Regions from separate parts of the Mus musculus genome. Here region 1 is linked to region 2. A link is a contact called in public ChIA-PET data. All regions are on one chromosome and are shown on one strand. The core of a region is the stretch at or near the end of the contact, and the rest is flanking DNA. Distances in the headings are between cores, read along the strand shown. Region 1 overlaps Gm30215 (a long non-coding RNA gene). Region 2 overlaps Plekha5 (pleckstrin homology domain containing, family A member 5).

Region 1 (3,525 bases), core at 616-3,115, 270 kb after region 2:
GCAGTATATCCCTTGCTGACTTTTCAAAGGGTTGGTTGCTTGATATTTTTATAGAAATCAAACTAGTATTAGCAGAAACAACCTGCCCGTAGAGCTCGGTGGCTGGCTGCGGTGACGATGGGGCTCAGGTTGCCAGTGGTCATTACTTATCTTATTGCTGGGATGAAAATATAGTCAAGTCAGCTTAGGGAGCGAAGGGATTAAACCTGAGCCCCATTGTCTGCAGGCTCATTTTTCTTTTTAGTCTGAGACTCTGGTCATGGCACTGGTTTGTCTCGGGTGACTCCAGATTTCACGGAATTGACAAGATTAACCATCAGAGTGACTTATGCTTGGCTAGGAAGGTCACCTTTTCCCCCATCAATGAGTCATAAAACCTAGGAAGTAAAGCTTCCTCAAGTCCCTGCTTGCCTAACATCCCGCCCCCAAGTCTTTGTGCACATGCACGTGCGCGCGTGTTTGTGCGTGCGTGCGTGCGTGCGTGCGTGTGTGTGTGTGTGTGTGTGTGTGTGTGTGTGTGTGTGGCACACATTTGTGTATGGGTAAGCCAGAGTCAACTTTGGCTGTTGTTCCTTAGTCCATATTCACCTTGCTGTCTGTCACTGGCCTGGAATGGGCTAGTCTAGCAGTTCCTTAAGCCCCAGGCACGATCCTATCTCTGCCTTCCAAGTGCCTGACATTTTTCATATGGGTTCTGGGGATCAAACTCAGGACCACATGTTTGTGTGATGAGTACTTCCTTGACTGAGCTATCTCTTCAGCCGGATAAAACACAGGAAGGAATTGTGCCTGTTGAGGAAGCAGGTGATAAGAGCTCCGTGAGCGAGGTTGTCTCATCGCTGAGGGAAGCATCCTTGTTTCTGACCACCGGGGCACAGAGACACATCTGTGCTGCCGTGAGCAGCTCCCCGGTTGCTTTTGTCCTCTTCCTTCTCAAAAGTCCGTATTTGGCTCCCAACCTCACGTGAATTTAAATGCTCAGGTTTCACGGACTCTTTGGGCCTCTAGTTTCTTTTGATTTGTCAAAGGTCTTACCACGTCCAGCTGCATGCTGCATTCTTGTTAATCTGCCTGTTGGCCTAGGATGAGCTGTGACGTGGAAGGTTTGTAGAGGACAGGCAGGTACTGTCTCCCTCACCCCACGCAGGACTTGCAGTCAACATTCCTGGCTGCTGAGACAAAATGTCTGACAGAAGCAACTCAAGAAAGGCTGGGACTTGTACCTCACAGTTTAAGGGAGCTGGGGAGGGAGAGGACATGCCAGCAGGAGGCTGAGGCAGCTGGTCACCAGCAGTCAGGAACCAGGGATGAAGGCTGGGGTTCTCTTCCTTTCAGCTTCTTGTTCACCCAGGACACAGTCTGTGGATGGTGCAGCTCACATGCACGGTGGATGTTTGCTCCTCTGTCCAACCTCTCTGGGAAACCCTCCGGAGCACACTAGGAGATTTCAAATCCAGTCAAATTGTCAAGATAAACAGTCACACCCTGTACAAGGAGAGAGAGATTAACAAGATAAAAGTCTAAGGACTGTATTTACTGTTTTTGTGATGTAGGAGCCTTCAGACCCAAAGACCCAGGGAGAAGTGGACACTTTGGGATTACATTTGATGAAGAATGGGCAGGTGTGTGGAAATATCGCTGGATGGGTGGTTTACCTCGGGGCAAACACAGTTGACGAGACCTGTCTGCTGAGATTTGCCTTCACTTGAGTTTAAGAAGCCTTTCCTGTGGGAAGTCTCTCCACGGAGATGGCCTCGAAGTGAGGGTGGGGGAGGAGAGACTCAGAATCCTGTTTTGCTCAAGCATAGGAACGCTTTGAGGTTAGTGTTTCATGTACACATTGGTGGAAAGAAAAGGGTTTTTTTCTTCTTTCTACATTGGCATTGCTTTGTAAATGTACGTGCCTTTGGTTTTGAAAGTGCACATCAGAAACAGGGACCTTAACCGCAAAAACATGCACAGGAAACGTCTCTGAAATTGCAGCTTGAAACATCATTACCCTGAAAACGCCGTTTGGGGTGACGGCTTTTAACTTCGCAAGTTTTCTTTGTAACTTAATGATTAATTTCTGCTGTTACCTTATTCTCAACAGCTCTGGCCTAGATCGTTTTGAATTTTGTGGTTAATGAGAATTTTTTTCTTTCACTTGATATATATATGTGTGTGTGTGTGTGTGTGTGTGTGTAGTTGAATTTTAGGCAATGGCTTGAAAAATGACACATATTATCCAGTTTTGGTAAATATAATTCTGGGGGAAACTATATCTGCATGTCCAAAGTTCCTCTGGGTTTCTAGGACACACTATATTGCTTTACATGTTTGTCTAGTTTAAATCTCCTTTCCCCTTCTCCTTCCTCCCTCCTCCCTCCTCCCCCTCGCTCCTCTCTCCCCCTTTCTCCCCCTCTTCTTTATCGTCCTCTTTCCCATCCCTTCTTATTGACAGAGGTTATGCTCTGTTACCCAGCCTGGTCTCAAATTTTTGAGTTCAAGGCTGTGAGAGTGCAAGCAAGTCTGTGTCCTGAGGGAAGCCAGGGCGGTGGCTAACAAAACAACAGCAGCAACAACAACAGCAACAACAACAACAGCAGCAGCAACAACAACACCACAAAACTGCTTAAAAAACAGCAACTCAAGCTAGGCAGAGTGAAACATGGCTATAGACCTAGTGCTGAGGAGGCAGAGGCAGGAGGATCATAAGAGTTTGAGGCAGCCTGGATGACGTGGTGGTAAGTCCAGCTCAGGCCAGCCTGAGCTAGAGTGAGACTGTTTTAAAACAAACAAACAATCAAAAAACCCCCAAAAGTAAGAAACACAAGCAAACCCCAGACAACAATGTACTCCAAGTGCATGTTGGATTGCATGTGTTGACAACATATTTTCCTTCCTGCAGGGACATGCACTACAGATACCCTGCTCAGATCTCTTGGTCAGTAGAAAACTGTACTTCCTAAGAAAGGACATTAAGCCATCTCCATGAGACAAAGGAAGGTTCCCTGCGGTCTGTGATTCCTTCAGCCCATCAGGAATCCTTTGGGGTGGGAGGTGTGTAACCACAGGCGGAGGGCCGCCTTCTAAGGAGGAAAAGCTATGGGTGTTTCTGCTGACCTAAGGCAGCTGGTACCCGGCCTTGGCTAAGTGGTCTCAAGGAATGGGGCTTGCTTCCTTATTAAATTAAGAGCTCAGTTGTCAGGGCTCTGCACAGAGCATGGGGGAGGGGGTCCCCAGGCTTCTCCCTCTGCCCTGGCCGTCACTAATGCAGCAGAGTGGGTCCGAGAGAACTCCAAGGAAGGGCATTCAGGGCTTTGCAGTATGAGACTGTGGAGGTGGTGGGGACAGGGGTTCTCTCCAGGAATCCTCTTCTATGGACCTCAGCATTGTATGGGGCCTGGGATACTTCCTGCGTCAACACTGAAAAGGCCTGTAAGTTAAGGGCTGGAAAGGTAACTCAGTGATGAAGGACACCTACTGTTCTTACAGAGGAACCAAGCTGTGTGGCTCACAGCCACCTGTAATTCTGGCTCTCTG
Region 2 (3,653 bases), core at 1,148-3,647:
TCGGAACCCTCCTTTCTCTCCCCATCTTGTTGTAGTCCCAGGGCAGTGCCCCAGGGTGGGAAGCCAGGCCAGGCCTGGTCACTGTAGCCAGTGATCCTCGGCTGATCCCAGATGAGTGGGAACGGTGGTAGCACGTGTTTGTTTTGTGCTGATTAGGTCTACTTTCAGAATGCAACACCGAGCTCTTGGAAGGATAGAGAAGGTGCTTAAAGCAAATGGGAACCTTTGTCAATTTGGAAGGTATTTCCTAAAAATGACACAGAAATTTCGGAAAGGATGATTGTAAAAGGGTAAAGAGCTGCATTTGAGCAGGAGACCTTGGTCCTTCTGGCCACACAACTCACCTACTGACCTGGGCTTTAGAACATCAAGTTGGCCCTCCCTCCAGCTGTTCTCCAGAGTGAAGTTGAGCTTGCATGTAGCTTATTTGCTTTGTTATAGCAGATTTCACAGGAAGAAGCTATGAATTAGAAGCTAGCTAGGTAATTGGTGAGAGAAGTAAAATCCCCTGACAGAGTTCTCTGTCCTGTCTTAGTAGAGTGGTTTCTGGCTGGCTGGCTTCTTTAGTGTCATGGAAGAAGACTGACGTTAAGTATTTTAGTTATTGATTTCTCTTTCTCAAAAGTATTAATGGGGAAAGGTATAGGCTCGCAGGGTAGACTAGATGGGAAGAATCAGAGCTCGCCCCAGCAGCTATCACTGTATCACAAACAGTAGGAAAGCTTAGTAACTGACGCTGAGCTCGAGGCCGCCCAGCCCAGGTTACAGAGACTGCTGCAGGAGGGAAGAAACGGGCACCGCACGACCACTGTGTGTGTGGTTCTGTGTGCATCCTTGGGGCCATCCCAAGCAGTTCTTCTAGTTTCTGCTGGGCCTGCTCCTCTCTGTGAAGGAAAAGGCGAAAGGTGTTTTTGATACTGGCTGCTCTGGACTGCTGTCATTGGCCTCTTATTTGTAGTTCTGTTTTCTGCAGTTTTCTTATATCTGTGGTCAGCAGTAGTACGAAAATATTAAATGAAAAGTATCAGAAATAAATATTTCATACATTTTGAACTCTATGGTGTTCTGAGCAGCGTGATAACATTTGTGCCACCCTGACCAGGACACAGATCTTTTTTGCGTACAGTATTCATGCTGTAGGCTACCTTCTTAAGCTTAAGAACATTGATATTTCTTTTAGATGACCTAGGTTCAGTCCCTAATCTCCACATGATGGCTCATAAACCATCTGTAACTCCAGCCCAAAGGATCCAGCACCCTCTGTAGTTTGTGGGCATCACACGTCCATATAGTGCACAGATACAGACAAATACCTGTACACATTTTTCTTTTTAATTACCAAGAAAAAGCATTCAAGTAAAAGAGCACACTCATGGGTCTCTTGAAGCCTGGTCTTCGTCCTGGGGTGGTGTGACCTCTGACCTCTTCCACTGGTTGGCCAGTGGTAGTCTCACCAGCAGCTCAGACTCAGGGCTGGGGGTGAAGTAGTTTGCATTTGTGACGAGAGCAGACTTACACCACCAGATTCAGAGGAAAAGAAAAAAATGGAATACTTCAAATCCAATAGCATATGCAGAAAAACATTATTGACCCCTCTCCCCATTTCAAATACAGGATTAAACTGAACAGTGGACTTATTACGGATTCTGTCTTCTTTTACAAAGAAACTTAGTATTTTTATTAAAAGTTAATTTCTAAATCATACAGAGTAGAGTTATGTTGTTGTACTGCTGTGTGTACTTGACTTGGTAGTCTCAGCAGGGCCAGAGTGGGCCTAGAGGAACTGCCTGAGTTTCATTGTGTTTTAGGACAGGTTTCTAGAAGGCAAGCTCAGAGCTCTGCCCATGCCCACTCCCCCGCCTGGCGATCAGGCACTTGCTGTCATTCTAACCCACCTTTATTTTCCCTGTAAGCTTGCTTCCTCGCATTGAGGTTTTGTCTACTCTTTGTAGTGATGTGAGCTTCACACGCGTGCAGGGCCTCTGGCCCTGGTTATCACAACATTCTCAAACCTTTTCTCTGCTTATGGGATTTTTATCATAAGCAACAAACTTGTTAAAATACCACATGGAAAAACCTGTGTCTTCAGTACACTGTAGGGAATTAGTTCATCATGGCGGAAGTCTGGGAGCTCAGAGAAAATGCAGAGGTGAAGCCACAAACGCTTACTGCACAAATACAATAAAAGTTAGGCAATCTGAAGACTGAGGAGGAGGAAAATCTGTTCACAGTTAGACTTCATACTTGGAAGGTGGGGTGTGGAGCAAGAAGACAGCTAATGGATTAGGGTAGAGTTTCTCCCAAGACCAGAGATGCTACACAGGGAGTGTAGGTAAGCATGCTTACTGGAGTGTGGTGCGGTATGGTGTGGCCACTGAAACTGGGGTTGTTATGTGCCAGTTATGGGGTAACCAGGTTCTAAAGAGAGGATGTGGTTGGTGGAGGTGTAGCTGGCTGAACTGTTTGAGAGAGTGCAGAGTTCATGTCCTCAGGAGAAAGTCATTGAGAGTTAGATGCTGAGGTGATGCCCTAAGAGGCTAGGATGCAAGGCCAGGGTGCAGGGTGGTAGTGAAGGAGCTGCTCCGTAGCTGGCTCCCTTACAGGCTGCAAAGAAAGTACAGAGCTCGGTAGGACTAAAGTGGGGTCAGAGGGCAAATCGGGAAGATGAGGGACGATGGCTATTGGCATTAATTAATAGATTCTTAGAGAAACGATACCCTTAGGCCAGAGTCTCATTTGCTGAAAGGTGGAGGGCATCCCAGGAAGCTCTAGACTGGTGTTCAGGTAGATTTACGTGAACTTTTTGGTGCTAAAGTTCTAAATCTACACAGCCTGCTACACTGTCTAAGTGCATAGCAAAGTCTGCAAGGGATTAAGTTCCTTATGAAGTGTGGTATTTACGTGCAACACACACACACACACACACACACACACACACACACACACCTTCTTGTATACTTTAAATCATCTTTAGTCTACCTAGATACCTAATGGAATGGAAATGTGCGTTAATCACCCCTTACCCCATACTGGCTTAGGGATAATGACTAGAAGAGTTGTATGCGTTCAGTACAGACTCAGTCGTCATAGGCCTATGATGTAGTATATGAGTAAGACTTGAGGAGTAATTCTCAGACAAGTGGTGCTGAGACCAAACATCGTGGAATGATGGTAGCTATATAGTGGGGTCTGTTTCATCCCTTCCCTTGATGGCCTCAGCTTCTTATCCCTGTGTGGCCATCCCAGAGCCTCTTTTCAGACACTTTGCCTTTTCCCTTGATGCTTTCTGTCCACAACTGATAAATCTCTGGATGTGAAATACATACATAGGAGACTGATTCTATATTCATTTAAGATTATTCATATTTTCTCTATGGGTTTTTTTGTAGTAATCTTTTAAAACTAGAAATGGCATTTTCCAAATGTGAACTATTTAAATATGCCAAACATTAATAACATGTGCAAGTACTGAGGAGATAGTTTAATTAATTCATATAATTCTAGTTATTAAATAAATCAAATCTAAAACCCAAGGATCAAGATTTCATATTTATATTTTTCCTTTTTTGTTAGTTTCTTGCATGAGTGTTAAGGTGGACATCTTCACTGCAAATATAACCTCTTCCTTTGCCTCTTTTTGAAAATTCACAGCA

Evidence for each region. ChIA-PET counts read pairs in DNA pulled down with a chosen protein or histone mark.
Region 1: an RNA polymerase II ChIA-PET map of memory CD8 T cells shows a contact between it and region 2, with 18 read pairs. The contact joins two enhancer-like sites. A contact is called at or near these places in 2 of 484 Hi-C or Micro-C datasets (both in CD8 T cells), 3 of 115 datasets of contacts at active chromatin or transcription factors (embryonic stem cells and memory CD8 T cells) and 1 of 9 other capture datasets (embryonic stem cells).

Annotation. Positions count from the first base shown.
Region 1 is chr6:140,706,381-140,709,905 of GRCm38.p6, forward strand. The region is part of intron 4 of Gm30215 (a long non-coding RNA gene); the gene reads left to right. Among named protein-coding and RNA genes, the nearest start is that of Gm30215, 28 kb to the left of the region's middle. Within about 2 kb of position 1,866, at least 51 of the 459 cell types and tissues checked have an H3K27ac peak or open chromatin away from gene starts, as enhancers often do. A contact at or near this core is called in CD8 T cells and memory CD8 T cells, where this site is marked.
Region 2 is chr6:140,438,539-140,442,191 of GRCm38.p6, forward strand. All of the region lies in intron 3 of Plekha5 (pleckstrin homology domain containing, family A member 5), which reads left to right. Among named protein-coding and RNA genes, the nearest start is that of Plekha5, 16 kb to the left of the region's middle. Within about 2 kb of position 2,398, at least 11 of the 459 cell types and tissues checked have an H3K27ac peak or open chromatin away from gene starts, as enhancers often do. A contact at or near this core is called in CD8 T cells and memory CD8 T cells, where this site is marked.